Linked DNA regions of Bos taurus: region 2 is linked to region 1. The links are chromatin contacts, called in public Hi-C maps. All regions are on one chromosome and are shown on one strand. The core of a region is the stretch at or near the end of the contact, and the rest is flanking DNA. Distances in the headings are between cores, read along the strand shown.

Region 1 (7,310 bases), core at 2,042-4,541:
CTCAAACATCATCCTTAAGAGGACCTTCCTAACTGTTCTAACTGGACCTCATTACATAGTTTCGAATCTCTTAGCACTTAGCAGCACCTGATATATTATCATACGTTTCATTGTTTCCTTGGATATTGTTTAGTTCTCTCAACTGGCAAGTAAGCTCCTTGAAGACTGGGGCTTAATTTTGTTCACATGACTCTATCTTCAGTGCCAGCGACAGTGCCCGGCATAGAGAAGTTCAGTAAAGGGTGTGCTGTGCGCTGTGCTTAGTCGCTCAGTCGTGTCCAGCTCTTTGCAACCCCATGGACTGTAGCCTACCAGGCTCCTCGGTCCATAGGGATTCTCCAGGCAAGAATACTGGAGTGGGTTGCCATGCCCTCCTCCAGGGGATCTTTTAACAAAAGAAAGGGTGAAGGAATTAAGGATATTTGAGTCACCTTTAAGACTGATCACTTTTCTTGTTAGAAAGCTCAGAACCCATCTGTGTGCTGTCTTTACTAAGGGTTGCTGCTGCTAAGTCGCACTCAAGCATATATGCAAGAACCTGGTTTTGTCTGTTTCCCATCCTGTTTTCCTTTTGCTTTTATTTCTTTTACTGAGATATACCGTGTGCATTGGCAAGCTGCCTTAGTTTCAGAAATGGCATTGAGTACAACGCAATGAACTTGCGAAGACATTTAAAATATTTCTCCAGTTTCTGGTCTTCTGAGATGGCTGTTTGATCTCTGGCTGCCTTGGGAGTGGGAAAGGACACTGGAGTGGTCCCAGTCCAAATCGCTGGACATGGGGTCCCCTGGTCACAGGAATTTCTGGGGGAATTCTTCTGAAGTTCAGTGAATTCTCCTAGGGACCATCAGCTTCAGCAGAAGAAAAGAGACTCTTTTGAAGGCCTGATGGTCAAAGAGTGCAGAAAAACTGCACTTTGGGATAGAAAAGTGCATCTTCTCAGCTTATGAGATGTCAGGCTAAAGTTGAAAGGAGAGCCCTTAAATCTGCCCACCCCCACAGGGCGCAAGGGCAATTTCTGAGTTAAGTGTCTAGGTGCCAGGAAACATGGGGACAGAGTGAACACTGTCTGGCCGACTGGGTTCCTAGAGAACACCCCTCACTGGCTGTCACACTCATAGGGCTCACACTGACCACAGGGACAGGGAACACAGGGTAAAGGTTCCCCAACCACTGCACAGACACTTGGCCTGTGCCCCTCTGTTCCCTGGGGGTTGGATCTTGCAGGCTAAGACCAGGGACAGTGCTCTGACCTCTGGTATCCAAGTTCCCAATTGCTGTGTTCACACAGTCCTGCCCCCAGCCTGTGGCAGAGGTAAAAGCCACTCCGGTCTGAAAGCAGCAGCAGCTTCTTCTCCCAGAGGAGGCTGCAAACTACCATGAGCCCTTTCATCAAAGAATTGAGTGGTGTTCACACCAGTTAGAATGGCCATCATCAAAGAAGTTCATAAATGATAAGTGCTGGAGACGGTGTGGAGAAAAGGGAACCCTTCTACACTGTTGGTGGGAATGTAAATTGGTAAAACCACTATGGAGAATAGTGTGGAAGTTCCTTAAAAAAACTAAAAATAGGGCTACCATATGGTCCAGCAATCCCACTTCTGGGCATATAACCAGAGAAAGCCATAATCCGCAAAGATACATGCACCCCAACATTCACAGCAGCACTGTTTACAATAGCCAAGACATGGAGGCAACCTAAATGTTCACTGACATAGGAATGGATAAAGATGCTGTGGTACATACACACACTGGAATACTCCTCAGCCATTGAAAATAAAGAATGCCATTTGTAGCAGCAGGGAAGGACCTAGAGTTTACCATATTAAGTGAAGTCAGACAAGACAAATGTATCACTCATGTGTGGACTCTAATTTTTAAAAGTGATACAAATGAACTTATTTACAGACAGAAACAGATTTAACAGATATTGAAAACAACCATATAGTTATCAAAGGGGAAATGAGGGGGTGAGGGATAAATCAGGAACTTGGGATGAATGTACACACTCTATATAAGACAGATAACCAACAAGGATCTACTGTATAGCAAAAGGAACTCTACTGCGTGTTCTGTGGTAACCTATATGAGAAAAGAATCTAAAAAAGAACAAATATATATAACTGAGTCACTTTGCTGTACACCTGACGCTAACACAACGCTGTAAATCAACTATACTCCAATAAAATTAAAAAATAAAAATAAAGTAAAATATAAGACTGCTTCTTTCTTTAAAAAAAATAGAACTGGGTGATGTGGACAGTTTTCTGATGGTTCTCGCATACTCCCCTTCGCCCCCCCCCCACCAAAGCTTTGTCACAGGCCAGGCCAGAAGCTGTGGTGTTTTTCCATCGTAATTTCTTGGCCTTAGACTCAATGTGGCCTCAGATTATATCACTTTTCTTTCTCTGCTTCTTTGTGCTCTGTTGATCAACACTTCCCCTCAGTTGCTGAGGGAAGTCTAGTTGAGTCAGGAAAAAAATTGGGGTCTATTGGACAGAAATTCAAACTGACTGTTGTAAAGCAGTGGCTTCCTGAGTGTCCTGGTACATTAGCATCTTTTATGCAGCAGTTTTCAATGTAAATGTGTTCAAATTGCTGAGAGATCTGTGGTTAAAGTCACCTTTAACCACAGGAAGCCATCGTACCCAGTCTATTTAGTGAGTCTGGGGTGGGAACAAGGAACCTGTACAGATTCTTCAACAAGTACCCAGGAGACAATGTAGGCAGCCTATGGACCACACTGTGAGAAACACCTCCTAAGGACCTGGTTAGTGATCCCAGTGTCTGGGTCTGGCTACTCACCTACCAATCAGAACTTATGGCGCTATGTCTGTTCTTCTCCACAGAGGAATCCAGCTCACTCTAAGTTGGGGCTCCACTGCCACAGGAAGTACTTCGTTCAGAAAAAAGCAGACTTTCATCTTTGAGATCCCTTCCTCGGGTGTTGGGGCACCCAGCACCACCTGAAAACCACGGTACAATACTTGTCAGCATAGAATCTCTGAAGAAAAATTCCGACGTGCCCCAGTCGTTGAGATCTTTAACAAAAATGATTACAGAAATGGAAAGTACGAGTGTAACCATTTTACAGAGCTTTTCTCTCTTTTCCTGGGTCTCGTGGAAATCCCCGGGGTGAAAGCGGCCACTTAGAGTCACCCACCTGACTGGGAGACTGGCCGCTCCACTGTATTCAGGAGCAAGGGAGGCAGTGGCGATAGCTGTATCCGCCCATCATCCGGAGTCAGCGAGGCTGGCACACATCCTGAACAGCTGCATATGAGCACTGGTTGGGCTCTTCCATGGCAGGTGCCAGGTTGTTGCAACTGCCCGGGAGAACATTCTCTGTCAGCAGGGCTAGCCGCACCTGGAGGGAATGATGTAATCTTCAGGAATGCTAGATACGCCTGCATGCAGACAAGCGCACTGGGGAAAATCAGCAGCCTCAGCACCCAATTCAACTGCAGAACTTGTGGTCACACTTGCCTGTCCAGGTGGGATGCTTCTCAGGGAGACCAGATGGCTTCATTTGTAGTTTATGATAAAGCTGAAGTCTCGTGCAAATGAATGTAACTCCCATTTTCCAGTCAAAGACAATGGAACCATGGGGCTAGTCTTAAGCTTAGCTCCTCTCCTAATCTCCCACCTCTAGTGAGTATCACTGGGGCTGCTTAAGCCATTGTTCTCTCTGATTCATTCAACAAACATTTACCAAGCGCCAACTATGATAATCACAACTCACACTGTCTAAGTGATTGCCCTGGGCCAGGCACTGGTCTAGGCTTGGCACGTCCATCTCATGCAATTCTCATCAAACCATATGAGTGAGAGATCCCATTTTACAGATGAGGAAATTGAGGATCAAAGAGGTGACTGTCTAAGATGCCACAAACAATAAGACATAGAGCAGGGACTTCCCAGGTGGTCCAGTGGCTTAGACTCTGAACCCCCATTGCAGGGGGCCTGGGCCTGCTCAGGGAACTAAATCCCACATGTTGCAACTAAAGATTCTACATGCCAAAACAAAGATCGAAGATTCCGAGTGCTGCAACTGAAACCCGGCATGGTCAAATAAACATATAAGTAAATAAATTTTTTTTAATAAAGGAGATACAGAACAGACTCCCAGGCAGTCAGCCCTTCCTGTGTGCCAGGCTGAGCTGAGGCAATGTCCTCTTCATGCCTTTCCATGGATTCACTGATCTGTTCATACTACAAACCTTTATTCTTACGCGGTGTCCCCTCAGCCTATCCACCTTACACACTCTGACACTGGCCCTCCTTCCCATCTATTAGCCCTCCCAGGTAGATTCTCCTCACTTCCCCTGATGCCTTGTCACCACTCTCCTGATCTTCCCTCCACTCTGCGGCTCTCCCACTGTTTGGTCTCTTGAACCCTGGTGTTGTTCAGAGTTCTCTGACACTCAGCCCTACAACCTTTACCTCAGGAAGACACCCCCAACCCACCCCTTCCCCATATTCACAACTCCACAGTGTGATCTCGCTGCATACTGGAGATGCCTTTATCCCAACACGATATCCCATGACAGGTGGCACTTCTAGTTTTCAGAATCCCCTATTAAAATGACTTCATGAAGTTGGACTGGTGTCCACCTCTCTACACGGCACATGATTGGTTTCCAATAAATGTCTGTCAAACTGAGCAGAACTGACTCACATGCTTTATATACCAAGGGTATGAGCAATAGAAAAGGCAGAACTGGCATTTTAATACAAGATGGTAAATATAACCTCATGAATATCACTCATGGTTGGAAGAGAGAAAAACAGGACACAAATATGCTAACAGAACTATACAGGAAGGGCCATAACACATAGGATAAATGCATGACTCAGGAATCTGACCACCTGAAATCCTGGCTCCCAAGTTGGTAACTATGTGATGCAGAGCCAGTGACTGTACCTCTCTGATGCTGAGTCCCATCCACAAGTGGAACTAACTCATCTTACAGGATTGTGGGAGGATCAATGAGATAGTCCCACTTACAGATGAATGTTGTATTTATTTTTTGTTCATAATGTATGGATTTGATAATGAAAGACTGAGGGAGGAAGAAACAGTATAGTATTTTGAGACTATGATACAAACCCCCAGGTCAGACAAAAAAATGCATGTGAGAACTGGCCAACCAGAGGTCCAGATTTTAACATTTTTAATTAGCCATATTTAATAATGAAGAAACTTCATATTAAGGAAAAAATCCAGAGTTCTGACTTCTCTTGAGAAGCTAGAAGAGTTGGCTGCTATGGGCTTCTACCTCTCCATGGCAGTAATTGTCTGGGTTTGTATACTAACTGCTCATTTAGGCAGACATCAGCGCTCTAGCTTCCCCAGCATCTCCCATGCCCACTGCTTCTTACTTGGCCTGCTTCACATTATAGGTATTTGAGTTTGCAACCCCTGTCATATATGATGCCTTCTCAATACCAATATAGTTTATTATTATGCACAGTTCTCCTCTGTTCAAAAATCTAGTATAGCTCTCTAGTACCTCCATCATTGAAGTCAAACTTTGTCATCTTCTCAGTCTGGAGACCCATCCAGTCTTACTTCACATGACTCCCCATCACACCTTAGCTCCTCCCTGCTATGGGGCTGGCATGGCCCTTCCCTCCCTTCTGCTCACCTGCCAAAGCTAAGCTCAGGTTCAGCCACTTCTCCCACTCTCTGCAGCCTGGGGTGCTCTCAGTCCCCCAGACTTGCATGGCATGATGGGTAGGAGCAACCAGGATTCCAGTGCAGTCAGAGGTTCTTGGGCTTTACCCCACAAGGAAACCTGCCTTTGTCCACTCTGTTCTCTCCTTTCCCCCTGCCCCTCTGGGGTCCCCATCCCTGCTGGACCTAGCCCTGGACTTCTGTGATTTTAAACAAAACCAGAATGAGGTGGGAGAAATAAGACAAGAGCCATGGGAGATTAGGGGAAAAGGAAGAGACAATCGGGGCTAACCCAGGGGGGTCAGTTGCACAGGAAGGAGAAAGGGAGGGGCTGCAGCAGCATTGGGAAAGACTGGAAGTCCAAGGTCAGGAAGGGAATTTGGCATATAGGGAACTTCCATGCTGCTTCCCCCTGTAGCCAGAACCACACCCTTCGGGACTCCCTCCGTCTTTGGTTTTCTATGGCAATTCTATCTTCTACAGGAAGAGTGGAAGCTCCATGAGGACAGACGTCCAACTTAGCACTCCATTGTTTCTCCCAGAGCCAGAGATTCCACAGGTTCATGCAGAGTGACAGACCTCAGTATCCTCAGGTGTTCTCAGGTAAGTGGCCTGAAGAAGATGTTAGGCATCAAGAAGTGGGCTCTTAGATCTCACTTCCTGGCAGAAGTGTGATGAGATCATATAGCAAGGTGGTTTTGCCTCCCAGCCAATAACCAGAGAGATGCTTTGGACTGGAGAGCAGTGGTGCTCAAGCTAGAGCCTGCAGAGCAATCACCTTGGGGGAGAGTGGGAGCTGCTTATTAAAAGAAATGGCTGCCCCGCCTCCAGGGTATCGGATACAGCTATCTGAGATGGGGCCAAGAAGTTGCTTTTCCAACTACTTCCCAGGTAGTTGGACCAGGGATCACACTTTTGAGAAACCTAGCTCTAGAGTCCAAGGTTGTGTGGTGTTAGTCGCTAAGTCTCATCTGACTCTTTGCGACCCCATGAACTGTAGCCGGCTCGGCTCCTCTGTTCATGGAATTCTCCAGGCAAGAGTACTGGAGTGGGTAGCCATTCCCTTCTCCAGGGCATTTTCCCAGCCCAGGGATCAAACTCAGGTCTCCAGCATTGCAGGCAGATTCTTTACTGTCTGAGTCACCAGGGAAGCCCAGAGTCCAGGACTGAAGTCTAACTCTGAAGCCACATCATTCAGCTACTTGATGGAAGAAAAGTAACTGCTCCCTGCTCCACTCTTCCCTGCCTAGCAGGTCACTCAACCTTTCGTTTTCAGGGCCTTCATCCAGACCCTAAATGCCTACGACATTATAGGGTGCCCCCTTGTGGCACAAATGGAAAATTACCTGAACTGAAATCTCACTTTTCAGTTCAGTTCAGTTCAGTCGCTCAGCCGTGTCTGACTCTTTGCGACCCCATGAATCACAGCACGCCAGGCCTCCCTGTCCATCACCAACTCCCGGAGTTCACTCAAACTCATGTCCATCGAGTCGGTGACGCCATCCAGCCATCTCATCCTCTGTCATCCCCTTCTCCTCCTGCCCCCAGTCCCTCCCAGCATCAGTCTTTTCCAATGAGTCAGCTCTTAGCACGAGGTGGCCAAAGTATTGGAGTTTCAGCTTTAGCATCATTC
Region 2 (7,310 bases), core at 2,366-4,865, 200 kb before region 1:
GCATGGCCCTAAAAGAAAATGTGGGGCTTGTCCCAGACCAACTCATCAGGATCCAAGCATGGCGAGAACAGATGGGAGGAGAAGCAGTCTCACTCTGGGAATGTCATACATGTGCATCTCCCAATACCAGAAGGTGCTAGAACAACTATTTACTCACTCATTCACTCACTCACTTCAAAGCAAAGAGTTCTGAGCACACTACTTCCTAACTGGGATATGAAACAAATCCCAGTAGGGAGGGGAGTGGCCTCTACCATCTCCTGACTAATCCTGATCTTTCAGCCTTTGACCCCATCACCCTCATGTGAACAGAAGTACTGGAACGGAATTTGCTCTAAAAGAAAGGAAACTGAAGAATGCAGGCTAGCTCAGGAGCCACGGGAGGCGGGAATCTCTTTTAGCACACACCTGAGACAGTTCAAGAAAATTTTTAAGAGTTAAGTAAGAGGATATTCATGTAGCCAAGCACGGAGTTACACTAGCAAACTGCCCTGTCTCTCCAAAACATATACCCCCTCACCACGCAAATCTCCATGAACTAAATAAAAATGGTCACAGCTCCAAGGTCACAACACCGACTTTTCTTTCCAAGTTGCTGCTGCTGCTAAGTCACGTCAGTCGTGTCCGACTCTGTGTGACCCCATAGACGGCAGCCCACTAGGCTCCTCTGTCCCTGGGATTCTCCAGGCAAGAACACTAGAGTGGGTTGCCATTTCCTTCTCCAATGCATGAAAGTGAAAAGTGAAAGTGAAGTTGTTCAGTCGTGTCCAACTCTTAGCGACCCCATGGACTGTAGCCTACGAGGCTCCTCCATCCATGGGATTTCCCAGGCAAGAGTACTGGAGTGGGCTGCCATTATGCAAAAACAAACAAACAGGGGCAGATCAAAGAATTTACTTTTCTGAAACAAGGTAACCTCTGCACAAAATATATGAGAGACAATAAAATACTGCTTAAAAAAAAAAAAAAAAGACTAATGTCAAGTAGTGGTTGGATTTTTTTTTTTTTTTTTCCATTTCACATTAAGGAAGGATGACCAAAGAAAGGGTTTCAGATACTAACATTACAAATCAGTGATGTAAGGAGAAAGTCAAAAGGCAAGGTAAGGGCATACAGAATCAAAGTCAAGGGTGAGAGAAACAGGAAAACAGATCTCAGTTTGAAAGGAGGAAGCACAGTCTAGTGATTAGGGTGATCTTGACCAGCTGCATGTTCCTTGCCATGGGCAGGATGGACAGCACACAGTGTGAACTGCAGCTTGAGAAGGGACAAAGGCCATGTGGGCAGCAAGCATGGAAGGAGGCATCAGAAGGAAGCTCCTGGCTTCTGAGGTCCCTTGCAACCCTAGGATGTTCCCGCAAAGAGTAACCAGCACATATCCATAGTACCATGGAAACATTAAAACACTTTATTCAGGACACTAGTAAAGTCTCTTACCTCCTGAAGCTGAGACTCTTTCTTCTTGGAAGACAAATTCAAGTGTTTTTCTAAGATGCCACAATACTTCTCTGTCTCCTTGTCATACTTCTTTTTGGCCTCCTGGCAAAAAAAAAAAAGAGGAAAAGAGAAAGAAAAAAGAAAAATAAGATGTTCCAGGAATGAAAGCAACCCGGGTCAGACTCCTTCTGTTCATCTTCACGGGTTCATCATTCCCTTAGACCCAGAAATGTGGCAGACCACCCAGATCCTACTCTTCCAATAATGCCCATGAAACCAAACAACCACACATCAATATACTGACCGTTTTGGGGGTCTACCATAGAGGAGCCACTACAATACCACAAACGAGGCAATGCCAGTATTTCACAGTGGCAGAGTCAGGACTCCGCCTTCTAAAAGCTTCAGTTGTAAGATAGAAATCTCTAGTTTATAACTCACAAGGATGTTCAAAGCCAAAGGAAGAAGAAAAGTTATCTGTAAAGCTAATCCCTGAACAGGAAGGTCTACATACACCTTAAAGGGGACAAGTCTGAACTAATGGTAGATCAAGCGTTAACCATGTTCAAAAAGCACTGTTTAATTTGGAGACCTAAACATCCTTGATGCAATAATAACACATAGGGATCTTCAAGGTAAGGAATAATTCAAAACAAAGAAGATGTTATCTTTCCAGATGTGTTCACTGCAGCAGCATTTATAATAACAAAAAAAAGCAACAGTAACATTGCTGCCTAAGAATAGAATTTGGGATAATTAAAATATGAGGCACTCAATAAACATAACTTAGAAGGCTAGCTAGTCATATGGAGGGATGCTCACAATGTAATGAAAAGTAGTGACAGCATGATACAAACTTGTTGCATCCTACAAAGAATGTGTCTACCTGCACACAAACATTAGGTGGGAAGATACTTCAGTGAAAATACTTGAGATAGGAAATGGGATAATGAGTCATGTTTTCCTCCATTAGGGAGATGTCTATTATCCTATATGGTTGCTTTCAAAATAAAAAATATATATGTAAACATTGTATTACAAGTAATAATCCCTGCTCTCCCAAAGTCACTGAGTTTCTATTCCCTATTTTACAGATAAGAAAACTTAGATACAGGAGGTTAACTTCTGTAAAAAGTTCCAGAGAGTGACAGAGCTGGAGTCTGAGCCCAAAACAAGCTGCTTCTAAGCCCACACCTGGACTTACTGTCATAGGTGGTTTCTCTTCCCTCCACATTTCAGTGGGGATGGCTGGCCAGGGGGCTGGAGGAAGCTCCACCATGGCCTGATAAACAGGATCAAATGCACTAACTGGGTGCATCACTCCTGCTTTTGACTTTTGGGGATTCCACAGGAGATACTTTTCTGCAACTCCAAGGCTGAAAAGAGGAGAAAAAAATCTGTGGCCAGATAAGGAAGCTGAAACCCCTCTTCATTTAATGATGATGTAATGTCCAAACACTCTGTGTAAGGATCCTTCAGGCACTGGAAATATAAGGCAGAAACAGCCCCACCCTCATGGTGGGGGTGTTCAAGCAGAAGGAGAAACACAGTTAACCAGGAAACAAACAGCATTATTTCAGACTGCCGCAGGTCCGTGAGGAAACAGGGTGCAGTCCCAGAGATTCTTGCAGACAGTGTTCTGGGGAGGCCTCCCTGGGGAGGGGAAGTGTGATCAAAGATCTGCTCCTAGTGAGCAGGAGGGGACTGACAAATGCAGATGGCAGAACACCCAGAGCCTAAGCGTGACGGAGACACCAAGAAACCATCACCTGAAGCGCTGACAAGCACCCGTGGCATCAGAACACCATTTATCTGGTCAACACCAAGACTCTAAGCCTCACAAAATGGGCAGAATCATCATTTACCCATTTGAGCTGGCATGTATCCATTTCTACAAATCTGAATTTTGTTTGAAAGTCTTACATACATGAAAAAACATGTAGAAGCAAGTGGAGACAAAGCCAGAGGACACATTAATCCTTCAAACAAGGAAAGGTACAGGCAAGACACTTGACTCAATGCTTTTCCTTCACAGAAATCTAGTGACTTGGAGCTGCGGTTCCAACTCTACTTAATACTCACACCACCCTTTCACCAGCCTTGTCAGCAACCCCCAAAAGGGAACCCTGTGCCAGCACAGTCCAGCTGACCAGAGGTGAGAAGAGGCCTGGGAACATGAGTCATTGACATTCTGTGACTTTCTGGCAACTTGAGCCTCCACATTCCATGCTCAAGAGGACAGCCAGAGCTTAAGGGAACAGGAAGCAGTTCCTGTCCTGAGAAAACAGCAACAAGATCTCTGGGGGCATAACTCCACTTAGATTGAGATAATGTTCTTTAGACAGGAAGGTAGTAAGACTCAGCCACTCAGGTACCAAGGCGATATTCACTGACTTCCAGAGGGTACACAGTAGTTGGCAAAATGGATCCAAGACAGAGTTAGGGTTCTGGTAATGATTCCTAACTCCCTACAAACCACTGTCCCTCCAGGACTCAATTCCCTGATCTATAAATTCAGGATGACTAGACCAGATAATGCCTCCAGTTTTCCCTTTCAGCTCAGAGACTAACAAAAAAAGCCTTAAGAACACCCACCCCATAGTAGGACTGTCAGGACTAAATGAGATAAGCCATGTCCAGTGCTTGGCAGAGCACCTGGAAACTGCTCGATAGAATTCCGTGCTGCTGATGGTGGTGGCAGCCAGGGTAGCGGCAGTGATGATGAGGTCCGGCACCTAAACCTACCTCCTTCTATCAAAACACCACTCGCTTTCCACATCCCACATCCCAGGAAGGAAACCCTTCACAGCACCCACCACAATGTGCGAGATCATATGCTTATTTACACCATTCTGTACCGGGCCTTTCTCCCTGCATGCCACAGGCAAGGCAACTACATCTGCATTCATTCTCCACCAAACAGGAATGTGGAACACAGTGCCAGGCATGCAGCAGGCTTTCATTGTATCTTATGAATGAACTGTGTATATGCAACAGAACAGCTAATACCAAATGACCTTATGACAGCATTCTGAGCACTTCATAGGGGTTCACTGATTTCTTCCTCATAATAACTCTGTAAGGTGAGCACTATCATGATCCCCATTTCTCAGTTTAGGAAAAAGAAGGTCAGTAACCACCCCATGTTTATATGTGAACAGCACAAATGGGATTTGGACTCAAGCAGCCCCACTCTGAAGCCCCCTCTCTTACATCTATTGTAGCTTCACTAGAGAACACAGCTTTGGCTGTAAGAAAAATCATCTCCCCCAAACTCAGGTATCTAAAAGTAAGGCCAGGGCTAAGCCAAGCCCATAGGATCTTCCCTACCCCAAAGCAGCCATATCAGCACAAGATTGCTCCTCATTCATAGCCTTCACTCCCTGCCACCACCCCTAGCACTCTAACTTCTGCTTCTTCAAGTAGCAACAGGTTGTTATAGCAACTGAACTGGCACCAGAGTAGGGAGGAGGATGGGTAATTTTAGCATCACACGGGCAGAGTTTGGAAACTTCCACTTGGCCACTACAGAGAACTTGCTGGCTCTGAGGTATTCCTGAATTTGCTCCCTCAGTGGCCTAGTAGAGGGATTGTTGTTTCTTTGTGTTCTTGCAAATGTACATAATTCTGTGATATACAGGTACAGTGTGGAGGTGGGGATGAGGAACAGGTATATTGAAAAAAAAAAAAGAAAAAACAAAGGGGGAGGTATGGGAAATCATCCCCAGTGTCATCACCTTGTTCTTTGACAAGAATGAGAGAGAAGAATGTGTGTGAGGAGAAACATGTTTTGGTGAGTGGCTCTTTGCTATAAATTTTTTAATTCTTGTGTTTCTCACCATCTATAGCTCTCTGAAAAGTACCTGCTCCTGTCATGACCATCACTGACATCAGCCCAAAAGGAGTGTGCTCAGACTTCCCCTCCTCCTCCATGGTAACCATGGTAATCCCCAAAGCTGAGCCGAGGGAAGAGGCCCGAGTGAGAGGCGTCTGTGCTTGGGAGTTGAAGTGACTACTGGAAAGATGACTCAATACATGGGTCTGCTCTGCCTCTGCCTCAAAGCTCTTTAGGACCCTCCAGAGCCGCTTCCATATTGGCAGGACTGGGAGGCACAGGCCCCAAGGCCACAAAAGAGAAGGTGCTCGTGGGATCTGCACCAGTGAGAACTCAGGGAGGGGCACTGGGCATTTTCCCATCTGTCCCTGGGCCTGTTCAAAGGCCTGGACAAAATCTTAGCAGAATAAGACTTCCTTTAAATTACACATTCCTTAACATATGATGATACAATACCAATGAGCTCCAATTTCTTCATAAATGAAAACTGTAAAATTGGATGAGAAGTGCTGGAAAACTGGAAGAAAAATCTTGGCCGTGGTCCCTCCTTCAAACTAGGGTCATCCATCCCTCTGAATAACGGTGACTGACAAGAATGTCTCTTTCACGCCCTAATCATATTCATTTTCAGAAAGCAGAGGCATTTAGTTGGGGGTGGGAGAGACCACCCCTAGTTACACTTCGGTTCTGTTTTTCCTACCTACAAGCAGGCACCTCTCAAGGCCATTTCACAACTGAGTAAAATCCAGTCTCAACAAGAGGGTGACATTGCCCAAGATCCCCTGCAGGTGGCGCAAGGGGCTGCAAGGCAAAAGGCTCAGTTCATTTAAAAAAAAAAACAAACTGGAAGAAAACCTTGAAAATTCTTTTGCTTTCATTGATTCCAATGAAAACATCTTGCCCATAGGTGGGCTCTAACACTCTACTGAAGGTCAACCTGGCTGGGGCTGTCTAGTGATTTATCACAGGGCGGGAAACCCGGGAGAATCCACCTTTAAAAAAATGAGTAACAGGTTAGAATCCGCCAAGTTTCAGCGACAGTCTTTCCAGGTCAGGGGTAACAAATGCTGACCTCTGGGTTGAAGCAGTCCCACTTTTTGACTTGCACAGCATGCAATATATATTTTTTAATTATGTGCCACCAATTTTTTAAAGCTGGGAAGATTCGCATAAAACTTTGACTTTTCAGTTTCTCTTGAAAAAATGTAAAGATCTAACAACAAAGGGCTCAATTTCACGCACAGCAAAAGTGGGCTAATAAGAGGGTCCTCACATCCACAGGGGCCTATTTGCAACCCCTGTCCTAGGCCTCAGTCCTGACCTCTGCAAGCAATACAATTCCATGGTGTCCAAACACACAGGTTAACTACTCACGCAAAGGAGGCACAGCTTCCACCTCTGGATGATTTATGAACTAGCACAACACAATTAGATACCAGAACACCGCAACGACTGATCTGGGGTTGACCTTTCAGTCTTATTTCAGACACTAGGTGTTGTATTTTCCAGCCCTCCTGTCCCGAAATCCAAGAAGGCCTGCAAAATTCTCACCTTGGCAGCCCCAATCTGCTCCTTTCGAAACTTCTCCAAGGGAGTGATGAGCACTTCACTGGCGTTCTCAATCTGGAGAGGAAAAGCAGAGGTGTGGGGGAGGGGGGACATAGAAGCAGGATCAGTAAAGAAGCAGGGCAGTTCCGGCACAAAAAACTCCCCCACACCTCGGTATAAAATCTGAGTTAGCACGGTGCCTGTGTCACCTCTTTATAACACTTGAACCAACAGCACGCCAAATCAAAATTTAGTCATCGGTTCAAAATACGGTATTCTTCCTATGCATGAGTAAGACAGATTCTTTAAAAATAAAAATGAGAACCTTTAAAAACGTAAGCAACCACACTGAAGGCAGAGCGGAACTGGTGACAGAGTAGGGTCTAAATTTCAAGCTTCAGCTGACATCTTCTTGCAAATGCTCATTCAGCCAAGTTATATTTAAGTAGATATATTCAACCCTAAATCTAAGTTAACCCTCCCTCCAAAA

What was found. Hi-C and Micro-C count contacts between places; a contact is called where the count stands out from the background.
Region 2: a Hi-C map of liver shows a contact between it and region 1, with 11 times the contacts expected there. The contact joins two enhancer-like sites. A contact is called at or near these places in 7 of 11 Hi-C or Micro-C datasets (blastocyst, blood, liver and 3 more).

Annotation. Positions count from the first base shown.
Region 1 is chr7:53,746,267-53,753,576 of ARS-UCD2.0, reverse strand. No RefSeq gene overlaps it. Among named protein-coding and RNA genes, the nearest start is that of FGF1, 21 kb to the right of the region's middle. Within about 2 kb of position 3,291, at least 15 of the 102 cell types and tissues checked have an H3K27ac peak or open chromatin away from gene starts, as enhancers often do. A contact at or near this core is called in liver, where this site is marked.
Region 2 is chr7:53,945,101-53,952,410 of ARS-UCD2.0, reverse strand. It overlaps ARHGAP26 (Rho GTPase activating protein 26), which reads right to left. Exons shown (of 23, transcript NM_001205522.1): 4 at 6,824-6,895; 5 at 1,438-1,539. Among named protein-coding and RNA genes, the nearest start is that of ARHGAP26, 140 kb to the right of the region's middle. Within about 2 kb of position 3,615, at least 26 of the 102 cell types and tissues checked have an H3K27ac peak or open chromatin away from gene starts, as enhancers often do. A contact at or near this core is called in liver, where this site is marked.